Regions from separate parts of the Mus musculus genome. Here regions 2 and 3 are each linked to region 1. Evidence: chromatin contacts called from public HiChIP or PLAC-seq and promoter capture Hi-C data. All regions are on one chromosome and are shown on one strand. Each heading gives the region's core, a stretch centred on a gene start, on an enhancer-like site or on the middle of the called end of the contact. The rest is flanking DNA. Distances are from core to core; before and after follow the strand shown. Region 1 holds the start of Narf (nuclear prelamin A recognition factor). Region 2 holds the start of Arl16 (ADP-ribosylation factor-like 16). Region 3 holds the start of Aspscr1 (alveolar soft part sarcoma chromosome region, candidate 1 (human)).

What was found. Promoter capture Hi-C pulls out the DNA fragments that hold promoters and counts their contacts. HiChIP or PLAC-seq counts read pairs in DNA pulled down with a chosen protein or histone mark.
Region 2: a FOXA1 HiChIP or PLAC-seq map of pancreatic cancer cells shows a contact between it and region 1. The contact joins the promoter of Arl16 here to the promoter of Narf in region 1. A contact is called at or near these places in 1 of 39 promoter capture datasets (erythroid cells) and 2 of 115 datasets of contacts at active chromatin or transcription factors (memory CD8 T cells and pancreatic cancer cells).
Region 3: a promoter capture Hi-C map of pre-B cells shows a contact between it and region 1, with 2.0 times the contacts expected there. The contact joins the promoter of Aspscr1 here to the promoter of Narf in region 1. A contact is called at or near these places in 1 of 39 promoter capture datasets (pre-B cells), 1 of 484 Hi-C or Micro-C datasets (embryonic stem cells) and 1 of 115 datasets of contacts at active chromatin or transcription factors (pancreatic cancer cells).

The regions. Positions count from the first base shown.
Region 1 is chr11:121,234,627-121,239,152 of GRCm38.p6, reverse strand. It overlaps Narf (nuclear prelamin A recognition factor), which reads right to left and starts at 1,917. Exons shown (of 11, transcript NM_026272.3): 1 at 1,802-1,917; 2 at 636-734. The coding sequence starts at 1,828.
Region 2 is chr11:120,465,657-120,470,182 of GRCm38.p6, reverse strand. Arl16 (ADP-ribosylation factor-like 16) reads left to right here and starts at 2,583. Exons shown (of 5, transcript NM_197995.2): 1 at 2,583-2,820; 2 at 2,943-3,001; 3 at 3,416-3,529; 4 at 4,084-4,199; 5 at 4,362-4,526. The coding sequence starts at 2,760. Hgs (HGF-regulated tyrosine kinase substrate) reads right to left here and starts at 2,548. Exons shown (of 22, transcript NM_008244.3): 1 at 2,420-2,548; 2 at 1,090-1,174; 3 at 508-583; 4 at 56-148. The coding sequence starts at 2,456.
Region 3 is chr11:120,670,724-120,675,249 of GRCm38.p6, reverse strand. Aspscr1 (alveolar soft part sarcoma chromosome region, candidate 1 (human)) reads right to left here and starts at 2,277. Exons shown (of 16, transcript NM_026877.2): 1 at 2,080-2,277; 2 at 1,155-1,210. The coding sequence starts at 2,181.

The DNA of each region.
Region 1 (4,526 bases), core at 668-3,167:
AAGGTCTCATTATACAGCCTAGGTTGACCTTGAGCTGGACCTCCAAAGGTGTACCAGCATTCCTGACTAGTCCTAATATTTTCTAAGACAACTGTGACTGTAACCTTCTCTGTGAATCCATAGTGTGGCATGACACATGCAGTAGCCTCTTCAGAGCATGAAGTGAGACAGGTATGAAGCTCAGCTCCAAATGTGATACAATATGTGATACAATGTGATACAGTATGTACAAACAAGCATCACAACTAGCTGAAACAAGAACTGAACTAAACAAGCAGCTTAGTTAACTTAAACAGCAAGCTTAAAGAATCATGGAACTTGACCCTCAAGTCTGCATGCATTACAGAATGTGAGTTCCTTCCATTTTATAGAATAAGGTTTCAACACTGTACCACAATATTCCTATTTCTCAAGCAGTTCCTGGCCTGGTATGTTTGAGAAGACTCAAGACTGTCCTATACATGGCTCTTCCCACTTTTACTTCAGTCTTTCTTAGAGCAGTGAAGTGCAAGGTAGTATAAGACTGGACAGAAGAAACAACAGTAGCCACTCCACTCACACTCACGTTAGGCTGACACAAACCCGATCCACTCACGCTCACGTTAGGCTGACACAAACCCGAAGCATCTACTTGCCTCTTCACTCTCCTTGGCTGGGCTGGCCCCATCGCTTGGCTGGGCCCCATCACTGGACACATTCTCCTGGTCATCAGTTTTTGATTTTTTACTACATTCCTTTAAAAAAAAAAAAAAGGATGGGGGATGTTAGAAAGGAAAATTATTTTTCTTTTCTCTATTTTTATTTATCTATTTTTTTCCTTTTTAGATCAAGTCTTTCTACATAGTCCTGGCTGTCCTGGAACTCACCATGTAGACCAGGCTGACCTCAAATTCACAGAAAGTCTGCCTCTGCCTCCTGAGTGCTCAGATTAAGATGTGTGCTACCATATTTTTTTTTAATGAGATAGGGTCTTGATAAATTGCACTGTCTAACTTTGAGCTCCTGCCTCAGTCTCTCAAGCACTGGGATCATTGGTGTGTACCACCGAGCTCAGTCAAGAATAATTTAGTGTGATGCCAAAAACCAAAACATATCCTGAGCAGTCGATCTTACTTCTAAGAAACCCTTTCTACAAAATAAAATCATCCATACTTATAGAAGGGTACACATAAACACTCACACCCTCCATTTGTATTGTTTGTAGTAGTAATGAAGAACAGGAAGTGATCTAACGGTAATATATATAAGAACATTTAGATGTGGCTATTACACAAGATTACAGGCGATTCTCTGAAAAAAAAAAAAAACAACGTATGGAGTATTTGGATATGATACAATTCCTGTAAAAAAACAAAAAACCAAACGAGATTCCTGCACATGCATCACGTGTGAAGGCAAGTGAGGCAGCTGTCAGTCACTTCAGCCACCTAGTGGAGCAGGACAGGAGGGCCTGCCTGCCCTTTATTCCTTCTCCACTTCGTTGTATTGAAGTTTGTTGTTGTTTAAGTAGAAGAGCCGCTCAAAGCATCATTTCTAATTACTTTATTAATCGTTCACTTCCACAACAGGGTGCCGGGACTGAGATCAATCCCCGGCCCCAGAACAGTAGCTTCCACGGACAGTCCCGGCGGTGCACTCGCCTGCAGTGGACAACAGCCAGCTCGCCGCCCAGTCCTCTGCAGACAGGTGATGGCTGTCAGAGGCCGACATAACAGAGCAAGGTGCACCCGGCTGAGCCCGACCCTCACCACCGATTCCAGCCTTGGCTTTCGCCCCTAGCCCCGCCGGACGACGCACCCACCTTTCGTGTGCAGTGCTCACACTTCATCTGGAGTGGGACTGGCAGGAGGCCGACGCGCCTAAGCTGTGAGGAGTAAGGAAGACTGGAACACCGCCGCCTGCCGCCCGCTAGCGACCTGCGACCCTTTGTTGTCTTCTTGCACGGAGGCCCCGCCCCAAGGACTGTAGTAGACCAATGAGAGAGCCTAAGCAAGATGAGCCACACCCCTGAGCCAATGAAAAGAGTGCAAGGATGGTATGGCACGCTCACCCCGCCTCCGCCGCTTAAGCCAATGAGAGTGTGAGGAAGTGGCAGGTCCCTCCCAGGAGCCAATCAGAGAACGGGGGTGGAGCTTGTCCCTCGACTAGTAGTTGCCCGGCCGGGACATATCCTCCTGTCAGTTTTTGCCTGGTTAAGGACTAATGGGGAAAGTTGGCAAAGGCGGGCGTATGAGGCAGGAAGAGTGCGCTGACCGAGCGGACGAGGCCGAATCGCGGCGACCTCAGAGCGCCTTGCTCAGTGGCCGCGGCCTGGCCCGCTCAATCAAGTTAGCGTCGTAAGTTCTGCTCTACTGCGTCTCCTGGAGGGCGGAGCCGGCGCCGCCCTCTACCGCCGCCATGACCAGCCAGCGAAGCCTCACGTAGGCCGGTGCGGCACAAGTGCACATGCGCAGCAGGCTTGCTTTGCTTTATGGGCAATGCTGCTGAGTCTGGCGTGTAGATTCAAAGTAGGCTGACCTTGAATCTTGGCGAGTTAGCGCATGCCTTTAGTCCCAGAACCCAGGAGACAGAGCAAGGCAGATCTCTGAGTTCCAGGACGGCCAGTACTACACATGTACCTGTCTACAAACAAAATGACAGGTAGGATGAGCAGGCCTATTGGCAATTACCCAACACTCAGGAGGCTGAGGCAGGAAAATGATAAAATTAAAGCCAACACTGCCCTATACTGCTACACAGTGAGACCTGTCTCCAAGGCAGATTAAATGCATTATTCTTTTGTTGTGTTCCAATCCCCTGGGAAAGACCAAAGACAGACTCAATTCAAATTTAAATTAAATAAGTGCATTCTTACTCCTACCTGAAGGACAGCGGCTTTAGAGCCAAACAGCATGCTGGAAGAAGGCTAAAGGAAAGCTTTATAAAGTAGATATCATAGCTGCACACCACCTACAGAATAGGGCAAGTTACATAATATACAAAAGATGTACCTTATCTATGGAATCCACAGCTGGGCAAGAGAATCGTCCTGTGTAATAATGTACATATAACTCCCCTGGGACAGCTAAAGAAACTTACTATAGTACCAGGCATCCCTTAAAGGCCACTGACCTTTGACCTGGAATGTCAATAATAGAATGAGATTATAGGATAATGGTTTACCGAGGGAAGTGTCTCTAATAACTGAGAGCAGCCTGTTTCTGGACCAGCAGTAACAGTGCCCCCAAGTTACAGCTGGCTGTCACATCCCCAGCCCTAAATTCTCTGAATTAGCTTGTTAAATGGAGTTTGTTTTTCAGTGCCTTCTAAAAGCTGAGTTTAAACATATCATTAGAAATATAAGGGGGCTAGGGAGATGATGGCTAAGAGCACTGCCTTTCTTTCAGAGGATCAAAGTTGGTTCTTAGCACCTGTGACTGACTGGCTAGAAACTTCCCGGGCTCCAACTCGAGGGATCTAGCGCCTCTTCTGGCCACCGGAGGCAACAGACACACAGTGCATTTGCTCACATGCTGCCAAAACGCTCATAAAACAAAAAGAAATATGAATTTAGGGCCCAGTGAAACGGTTTAGTAGGTAAAGCAAGGTAAACCCCTGCAAGGTGTCCTCTCCTCCACTTGCTACTATGGATGTGCGCACACACAACATAAAGAAATAAAAATGTTAACATCATTGTGAGTTTACCTTACTTTCAGTTCACTAAAATTATTCTCAGTGATGTCGGGAGTACGGGCAGTCGCCCGAGGAGCTCCAGGTCCTATCACCAGAACCAAAACCTGTTCTGTCTCACAGCTATCTTCTGGTTCTCTTCCTCTCTCCTGTTTCATGCAATTTTCCCATGTACATGGAAAAAATATATATGTATATGTGTATGTGTGTGCATTTGTGTATATACTTGCACACATACAGATGTTGGTTCTCTCCTACCATCCTGGTTCCAAGGATCAAACTCAGAACCAACTCTAGGAGCTCAGCCATTTTGCTGATCCTCTTGATTACTAACTGCAAGGTTAGGCAAGACTAGAGAAGGGAAGACAGGAATCATAAGACTGTCTAGTTGTCTAGTTGGGGAGTTTCTTTTGTTTCTACATTCTTTGAGCTACACTCATATGAACTGTCAACACATTCTTTTTGTTCTGCACGCTTATATAGCTAAAACTGTTTTTATTCTCAAAATTCTGGTAGAAATAACTTGATATCAAGTACCCTTCACTACTGCGGAGAGCTGTGTAAAGATTACTCTTACACTTAAGAGTCTACAAATGTTCAATGACATATTATATCTGATTTGGTTATCCTGCTGGAAGCCAGTCAGACACTATGACCCACACCTTAATGCTTAGAAGCAGTAACCAAACATTAACGTCCACACCCAACTTGTGGAGTTTTATTAAGATGGAGTCTCTTGAGGCTGGAGGAATGGCTTAGCAGTTTAGAGCATTTGCCATTGCGGAGGACCTGGGTTGATTCCTGATTCTGTGTATTGGTTCCCAACATTTCCATTAACTCCTGTCTCCAGGGTATGT
Region 2 (4,526 bases), core at 1,334-3,833, 770 kb after region 1:
TTTGGCACTATACCTGAATCTACCTTCTCTTGTGACTCCCAGGACGCCCGCCTACCTTCAGCAGCTCCTTCAGTTCTTCCATGGTCTGTTTGTTGGCCACTTCATCATGGACTGTCTGGCCACAGTTCTTTACCACAGACTCCATCACCTGAAAACCCCAAGGAAGAGAAAGGCCTAGCTCGTGTTCAGGGAAGAGGCAAGAGCCCCTCTTGCTGGAAGACAGGTCTCTGAACCCACCTAACTTGTTAGAAACCCCAAGCAGCAGCTCAAAGTCGGGTTCCAGGCCCTGATAACATCCAGTCCCTCAGGGGTACATGGATGACAGCTAGAAGAGCAGCATTTCTGCTCCCTCCCATTCCCATGAGAGCAGCCAGGCTCAGTGGCCGAGCTCACAACTGTACGAAGTGCTAAAGGTCTCCACTGGTTGCTATGTGGAGACCTGACACCGGAAGGGTAAGGATTCTTGGAGTCTGAGGAGAGAAACAACTGCAACAGCGCTCTAGTTACCTCCAGAGCATACAAAGCCACGTGTGGGTTCTTATCATTAACCTTCTTCTTGATGGAGTTTACAGCATATTTTGCTCTGGAAGAGGGGGGAAAAAAAGGGGCGGGGGGGTAGGAATTAGTAACAGCAGAGAGAGAAAAGGATGGGAAAGCCCTCAGTATGGTTAGGAAAGCCCTCCTCCATATTTCTTTAAGTACTGAGACAGGGGTTTTCGTACCCCAGGCTAGACTCAAGCCTTGGACTTCCTATCCTTCTGTCTTCACTTCCTAAGTGCTGGGATCACAGAGAGTGCTGTCACACCTGGGGTATGACAGTGCTGTCACACCTGGGTTATAGTGTGTTGAGCATGACACTCAAGGTTTAATACATGCTAGGCAAATACTCTACCAACTGAAATATAAGCCAACCATGAGTTTAGCCTGACAGACCTCCTCAAGGAAATATCAGTGAGTCTAAGTATCTCCAAATTGTGCTGTTTTAATTGTCCCAAGATATCAAAACAATCTGGATTAAAAAAAAACAAAAAAACAAAAAACTCATGTTGCCCATTTAATCTTAGAAGAGGGGTGGTTCTCTTCACTTACTGTGTGTCCCCCTGACGGATCAGGTCGCAGATCTGTAGAATGGACTCCCAGTCTGTCTCCAACAGAAGCTGGCTGGTGGCTTTGTCTAAAGGGAAGAGATGCCCATTCAAAGGGTCCATTGAGCTATGTTTCCGAGCCGGCCCGTCAAAAGTCAAGAACATCCCTCATTTTATACAGCCAAAACCAAACTGAAAATCCTCTTGAAGTACACTGACAACCATGGAAATGGCATCCTCCCATGCAAGAAGCAAATAATGTGGAAATGATACTTAGTCCCTATCAGCTGTCAGCTCAAGCTCGGCTTCACTCAGTTCCCACAGACCCTCTGGAGAGAGGTACTACTTGCATCTGCTTTAAAGATAAAGGAGGTAGAGAATGCCCTTTGTCACAGCTTGCTGGGCACTTTAAAATGGCATACCCTGCTGCTTCTCAACAGAGTCCCATCATTTAGAAGTTTTGTCCTTTACCTCTTAGCTGGGTAATGTAATGGGTCCCTTAGCAAGCTCTAGAAGATGAGGGATGATTTCTCCATGTCAAGTGGTACCCCCAGCCAACACCTCTTCACACTCGGATCACCCCTCCCTTACGAAAGTGAGCTATCCCAAGATACACCACCCTTGTTACTCATTCAACAAGTTAGTGGATTCATACCTGACGTGCTGAACCTCCCAGGATATGAGACTAAGGTAAACATCTCATCATCTAAGATTCCCCTTTGAAAACCTTAGCTCAAAAAGGAGCAAGTGAGCAGCCTAGGATGGGGCCTGCTCCTGAACACATTTATTGAGGGAATGGTGCATGCATGTCAAACTCATTTTTCCCTCCTAAAATTTACACTGTCCAGGAACCTCAGATAGTGATATCAACAAGCACCTTCAAAAATGAGAAATACATGTCTTCTCAAACCCCCAGGCACTACCAGAGCGCAAGAGGCTGAGGTCCTAGGAAGCATTCCCCAAGGGGCTCGAAAGGTTTAAGGAAGGCAGTATCGGTTCCACCCTGCGAAAAGGTATCGGGGTCTGAGACCCGCATGAAGCTAAGATCTGAGTCATGACTTCATGACTCAGGACTTTGGCCCAATCGGTTCAGGACCGTCGGACCCGGAGGAAGAGAGGTCCGTCACGGACCCCCAAAGAGCATTCGTCACTGGAACCCCAGGACTCAGTGTACAGCCCGGGCGGCCACACCCGAGGCCCGGGAACCGTGCAGTGCTCCCCGGAGGCCGACGGCCGGTCTAGGTGGCCGGCCCGCTCTCCTGAGACCTACGGAGGCAGCATCTGGCCGGTGCGCGCGAGGGAGCTGACTTGGAGCTGACGGGCGGACGCGTTACCTAGGAGACGCTCGAAGGTGCCGCTGCCTCGCCCCATGGCGACCCCACTCCGGACCGACGCTGCAGTCGCTCCCTCTTTCGGAGCTGACGCGCCCCCCAACTTCCGCTTCCGCCTTTCTTTTTCTGCTCGCGCACGCGCAACGCCTCCGCGCCGCCCCGAGTCCTGCTCCATGGCGAGACTTGCGCTTACACACTGACTCTGAGCGTCCATTGGACCGCTCAGTCCATTGGGACTAACCAATGAGCAGCCTGGACGAGCGGTCTATCCAATGAAAGCTAAGCGGAGGCGGGCCTCATTGCGTGGTAGCTCGGAGGTACAAGCGCGTTATCCGAGGAAGGGATGTGTCTCCTGCTTGGAGCTGCTGGGGTCGGGAAGACCCTGCTGGTGAAACGCCTTCAGAATATCCTTCCGCGCCGAGTGGGCAGGCAGGGAGTCCCAGGCAGGGTGGGGAGGGAGCACACCGGGGTCGCTCATCACGGGAACTCCTCCCTCTGCCACGCCATGGCCCTTGACCGCCGGGACAGCTGAGCTCCGGAGATGGCAAAGGCGACCTGGGAGAGCCCCCACCGACGCGGCCCACGGTAGGTGTCGGCCTCTCTCAGGTCATGCATGCCCTTTGAGGCTTGCAAAGGTCCTCAGACCTCTTCTAATGGAAGCCGCGGTGCCTGTGGTCAGTAGGTTGGGTACTGTCTGCGGCAGAGGAACTCCCATCACTAGACTTCTGAGTGTGGAGAACCCGAAGCCCGTCTTCCGGTGGGCACCTTTCTCTCCCATCCCTAGAAATTCATTCCCTCGTCACTCTCAAGGCCCATCTCTATGGTTGACGTTGGCCTGGAGCCCCCAGAGAGCTGCATTTCTTGGTGGCGAGAGCAGAGGGCTTGAGCAGTTGTCACTGGCTGTGGATGCTTAGCTCCCTCATGGCGGTGCTGCCATCCAGAAGCTCACCACAGCACACCGCTTGCGCTGGTCTCAGTGCATCGTGGTTTTTTCCATAGGTGGGCACCAACCTTACAGACATTGTGGCCCACAGGAAGATCACCATCCGAGAGCTCGGGGGATGCATGAGCCCCATCTGGTCCAGTTACTATGGAAACTGCCATTCGCTCTTGGTGAGTTAATACTTCAAGCTTCTTTGGAGGTCAGTTTTGTCTGACTCCCTGAACCATCAAGTATTGGCCCTGCTTTTCATGGGATCGGGTTTGGGGGTCTTTGATGACTGTGCATTGGTCTGATTTCCTGAGCAGGGCTCAGATTCTAGGAGGCTTGTTGAAGGCACAGCATGTTCTATGCCTTGATACCTGAATACGACCAACACTTTACATCCCTCTTGTTGGTCCTATCTGTAGAAGGAAGGGGCATCAAATTCTGGGATGAAGAGCTGATGGCCACAGTAGACTTAATTTTACTTAAAGACACCAGTGACAGTCATCCTCGTACAACTCCCCCTTGGCTATTTCCAAAACCTGTTGTTTAAAAGCCAATCTGGGGCTGGATATGTAGCTCAGGAGAGTGCTTGCCCTAGCTACACTTGAAGCCCTAGGTTCAAACTCCTGCATCATAAATTTAAATCCACTTAAAAAGTTGTCTGTGTGCTTTTGTGAAATGACCAGACAGGGCTCTGGTCAGGACTATCTTCTGTAGCATGTTTTCCTTTTCTCCCTAGTTCATGATGGATGCTTCTAACCCCACCCAGCTCTCTGCATCCTGCATGCAGCTCCTGGGTCTCCTTTCTGCAGAAGAACTTGAAAAAGCCTCCGTCCTCATACTCTTCAATAAAATGTATGGGTCTAAGGGCTGGGCAGGATGAAGGGCAAGGTATCCCAAGGGGTTGCTCTACTTGAGTACAGCCAAGACCATAGGGTCTGCAGCGGGGAGGTGCAGCTGTGGGTAGAACAACTTTGTGGCGAGCACCACTTTGACGAAGTGCTTCTTCAACTACAGTGACCTACCCTGTTACATGACCATGGAGGAAATGAAGTCATTGATGAGGCTTCCAGACATCATTGCTTGTGCCAAGCAAAACATCACCGCAGTAGAAATAAGTGCCAGGAATGGCACTGGCTTGGCAACAGTATTGCTCTGGCTCCAGAATCAACACAGGCACAG
Region 3 (4,526 bases), core at 1,028-3,527, 560 kb after region 1:
GACAAGGGCAGAGCTAATGTAGTGTTGTAGAGGAACTGGCTCAAATTATAGTCATTGCTCCAACCAGACACCATTACGTGGACCATGGGCAGGTTAACAGAACAGAGCTGGCACAAAGCTTTGTGGCAGGATATTGTTAGATGGCTTGGCCACTCAAGAGCACATGTTCTGGGATTCTTAGAAGACCAGAACGGGAGCCGGAGACTGGAATGGCCTGATATAGGTATCTTTTCCAAGAAACTTCTTCCTAGAAAGCCCACACGACAGCATGGGAAAGGCCAAGAGAGTGGGCTTCTTGTGTTAGGACAATGTTGTGAAAACATGTCTCCAAGAATAAAAGCTCTACTTAAGACAGAAACCTGCATCCCTCCTATGGCCTCAGACCCGAGGACCTGGTGGAGGACTGCTCTCTTTGTACTAACACCCTGACCCAGAGACCCAGACATGGGAGGACTACAGCAGCTGGGAGGCGAACAATCCCTTTACAGCTTTCTAGCCATTCCTTTGTCCTACCAGGAATTTACACAGACAGCCAAAACCCTGCATTTGTGGGTTTAGACAGTGCTCCCCAAAAGATACATCACTGTTCTTGCCCCTAAAACCTGTGAAAATGACCTTATTTGTCACAAGTATTTATGAATGTAGGTTAAGAGAGTAAATTAAATAAGGTCACCCTGGACTAACCAGAGGACCCTAAACCCAGTGACTTGTGTCTTCGGGCCGTTTGAAGATCAAGGCAGAAGTTGTACTGATGCAGTCACAAGCCAAGAAATACCAGGACAGCCAGAAGCTGAAAGAGATGAGTCCTCTTCCCTAGAATATTCTAGAGTATAGCCACAGGGGTGGGGGTGGGGTCTTTGATCCCAGCATTGTGGAGGCAGAGGCAGAAGGCTCTCTGTGAGTTTGAGACCAGCCTGGTCTACAAAGTGAAGTCCAGGACAGTCAGGGCTACACAGAGAATCTGGGGGCGGTTGGGGGGGGGGGGTGGCACAACCATACTCTGGGCACTTTGGACTTTGCCTTCAGAACTGGGCAAGGATAAACTTCTGTTGTATTAAAGTACCTATGGGGGCGCTTCTAAGGCAGAGATAGTATGTGTTGAGAAAAGGACCAGGTAGACTGAGAAGCCCACAGCTGAGTCCAAGCAAACTCACTTCAGGTCGTATTCACTGGGGTTGAAGTCTTGCCGCCGGCATGTGTCTTCTAGTACCTGTGGGACAAATGATCGGTAAAACCTACCTCAACTGATAGTAGGCGCACTGGCCAGCCCACCAAACATCTCACTCACCAGCTCCAAGCAAACTACATGCAAATCCTGTCTACTCTCTCCCCTCCTACTGGGGACCCATTATTGACTTAATCCTCCAACTATGGCCTAGCCTGTCCACCCCTGGTCCCATGTTCTAGGCTCTGCGAGGCCTCTAGCCACAAATAATAATCTGCCTTACTGAACTTTGTGTCCACGGCCACTCTGTGGCCCGGCAGTCTTTGTGCAACTGCTGCATGACCAGAACCCTCCTCTACATGAGCGCAGCTCCAAATGGAGGTCACTCTGTATGGCCCTGCCACAGATATGAATCGTGTACGCCTTTGTAACCTAACAACAGAGGTTTAATAAGCAGGTGTAATTCATACGAGGTCACAAACAGCAACAATCAAAAGCCGTGAGTGACTTAGCAAAATTCACTTCCGGGAACACAGGCCCTAGGGTCCGGAGGGACGCCCCTGAGCTGAGCAGGAAGGAACGCCACTCTTCCCGGTGACCGAGAAGGCTGGATTCGGACAAGCGCCGAAGATTCTGGGGCTCGCAAGGCTCGACCCTGTTAGTGGGGTCCACCCCACCGTGCTCAGCAAACGCGCCTCCAAGTATCCCGCCCCGCCCCCGGGACCCAGATCTAGAGGATGGGGCGGACAGCCGCGCGAAAGGCGCTCATTGGCTGCCTCAGGCCCCGCCCACCGGGACCCGGTCCCGCCCTACCGCCCTAGGAGCAACCGCAGGGGCGGGCCCTGATGCGGCGACCCCGGGCGGCCCGCGGGTCCACCCATCCGCCCGTTCCCCACCCGGGCCGGCGGCCGCACCTGCAGCAGCACGGTGCTCGGCGTCACCTTCACCGTGTGGCGCCGCCCGTTTGGGGCCAGCACCGACACCGCGGAGCCCCCGCCGCCCGCCGGGGCCGCCATCTTCCGCTCACGTGACCGCAGCCGGCTCGCCTCAAACAACTTTATCCGCAACAGCCCGGACGCACAGCCACGCGGTCTCGGGGGCGGGGCCAACTCGCTTCCGGGCCCGCCCCCGGCGCTCTGGCTCTGCTTTGCTATTAGGCAGCCTGATGGCGTCCCGACGGCGCGGACCAAAGGCACCTCCCTGGAAGGAGCACAGTTCTGTCAGGGACATTGTTTCTTCATCCGGAGGCACGTGTTCCTGGGAACCTCCAAGCTCTGGGGGCTGCCTGCAAGAAAGCTATGCTGCCTGGGGCCAGCCTGGGGCCCACAGCTACCTGTCTGTCACCAAGTACTGGGTATGCGCACACCAGAGTTAGCCTTTGTACCTACTCCGTTAAGTACTGATCCTGCCTCCCTTCTCAAGTGTTCCTGTGATCATCATCGTCACATGGCGACAACCTTTTAGAAAAATATTTTATTGAGACTGATGTGGTAATGCAAGCCTTTAATCCCAGTATGTTGGAGGCAAAAACAGATCCCTGAGTTCAAGACCAGCCTGGTCTACAGAGCAACAGTCTTCCAGGACAACCACGGCTACCCAGAGAAACCCTGTCTTGAAAAAATAACAACAACAATAATAATAAAGTTATATTTTATGTGTTTTTTTTTTATTGTGTGTCTGTGGAAGAGCAGGTACAGGCATGCTATGGTACCTGTGTGCATTGTCAGCGAACTTGCCTGTTCCCTCCTTCCACCTTGTGGGACTGAGGGATTCATTTGAGGTTACCAGGCTTGGTGGCACTTTTACTTGCTGAGCCATCTTGTTGACTTCAGGCCCTCTCTTAGCTTGTCACCATGACTTCAAGGAGAATGCTTTGCCTATGGTCCTTGGGATTGTTGTAAAAATCTCCAAATCTGACTGGAGAAGCTGGTATACAGCATCTGTGTCACACGTGTGTATTGACAAACATGGGGAAAAGAATGGGAAGAGTTTGCGTGTTCTATGCAACCTTAGACCCTCACTGTGCTGCCCACCTTCCCGGGTCCCCTTTGGTTTTCTTCCTTTCTTTTTTACACACTAGCATTTAAAACAAAACCTCACAAACCCTCAAGTCTGTTTTCTTTCAACTGTCCCACTGTTAGAATCCTCTGGCAGAACATTTAGAGAGGTGCAGTGAGAAAAATGGACAGCCATCAAGAGATACAGATTGTTCTGAAAGTGAGCATGTGAAATTTGACCATGGTCAGGCTCAAGTTAAAGTCGGAATCCTCCATAATCAAGGTCCCTCTTTCCTTGGGTAGTAAATTAGTCAGCTATAGGCTAATTCTTTAAGACTACAATGCCATGTTTTTTTTTTTTTCTTCCCACATTTATTATGCAACAGTTTTAACACCAATTGATGAATGAGTTTTTTTTATTTATTTCCTTGACAGTTGTCCGGGCTAGTTTTATGTCAACTTGACACAAGCTAGAGTCATCGGAAAGAAGGAAACCTCAAATGAGAAAATAACTCCACAAGATCTGGCTGTGGGGCATTTTTCTTAATTAGTGATTGATGTGGGAGGGCTCAGCCCATTGTGGGTGGTGCTATCTCTTGGTAGTGGTTCTGGGCAGTGGTGGCCCACGACTTTAATCCCAGCACTCCAGCGGCAGAGGCAGGCAGATTTCTGAGTTTGAGGCCAGCCTGGTCTACAGAGTGAGTTCCAGGACAGCCAGGGCTACACAGAGAAACCCTGTGTCAAAAACCAAAAAATAAAAAAAATAAAAAATAAATAAAAAAGAGAAAAAGAAACATCTCTCTTTAAAAAAAAATCATATATATTAAATTAATGTGAATTCTGGGGTTTTCTTCTTTTTTTCTTTTTTTTTAGATTTATTTATTTATTATATGTAAGTACACTGCAGCTGTCTTCAGACACACCAGAAGAGGGAGTCAGATCTTGTTACGGATGGTTGTGAGCCACCATGTGGTTGCTGGGACATGGATTTGAACTAAGGACCTTTGGAAGAGCAGTCGGGTGCTCTTACCTGCTGAGCCATCTCACCAGCCCTTCTTTTTTCTTTTTTTAGGTTTTCTTTTTTAATATTTTATATGTGGCCAGACAGTGGTGGTGCATGCCTTTAATCCCAGTACTTGGGAGGCAGAGACAGGCAGATTTCAGAGTTCCAGGACAGCCAGGGCTACACAGAGAAACCCGATCTCAAAAAAACAAAAACAAAAAAACATATATATATATATATATATGTGTGTGTGTGTGTGTGTGTGTGTGTGTGTGTGTGTGTATAATATGTGTGGAAGTTTTGCCTGCAAGCATGTCTGTATATCACATGCATTCCCTTGGTTCCAGTAGAGGCCAGAAGT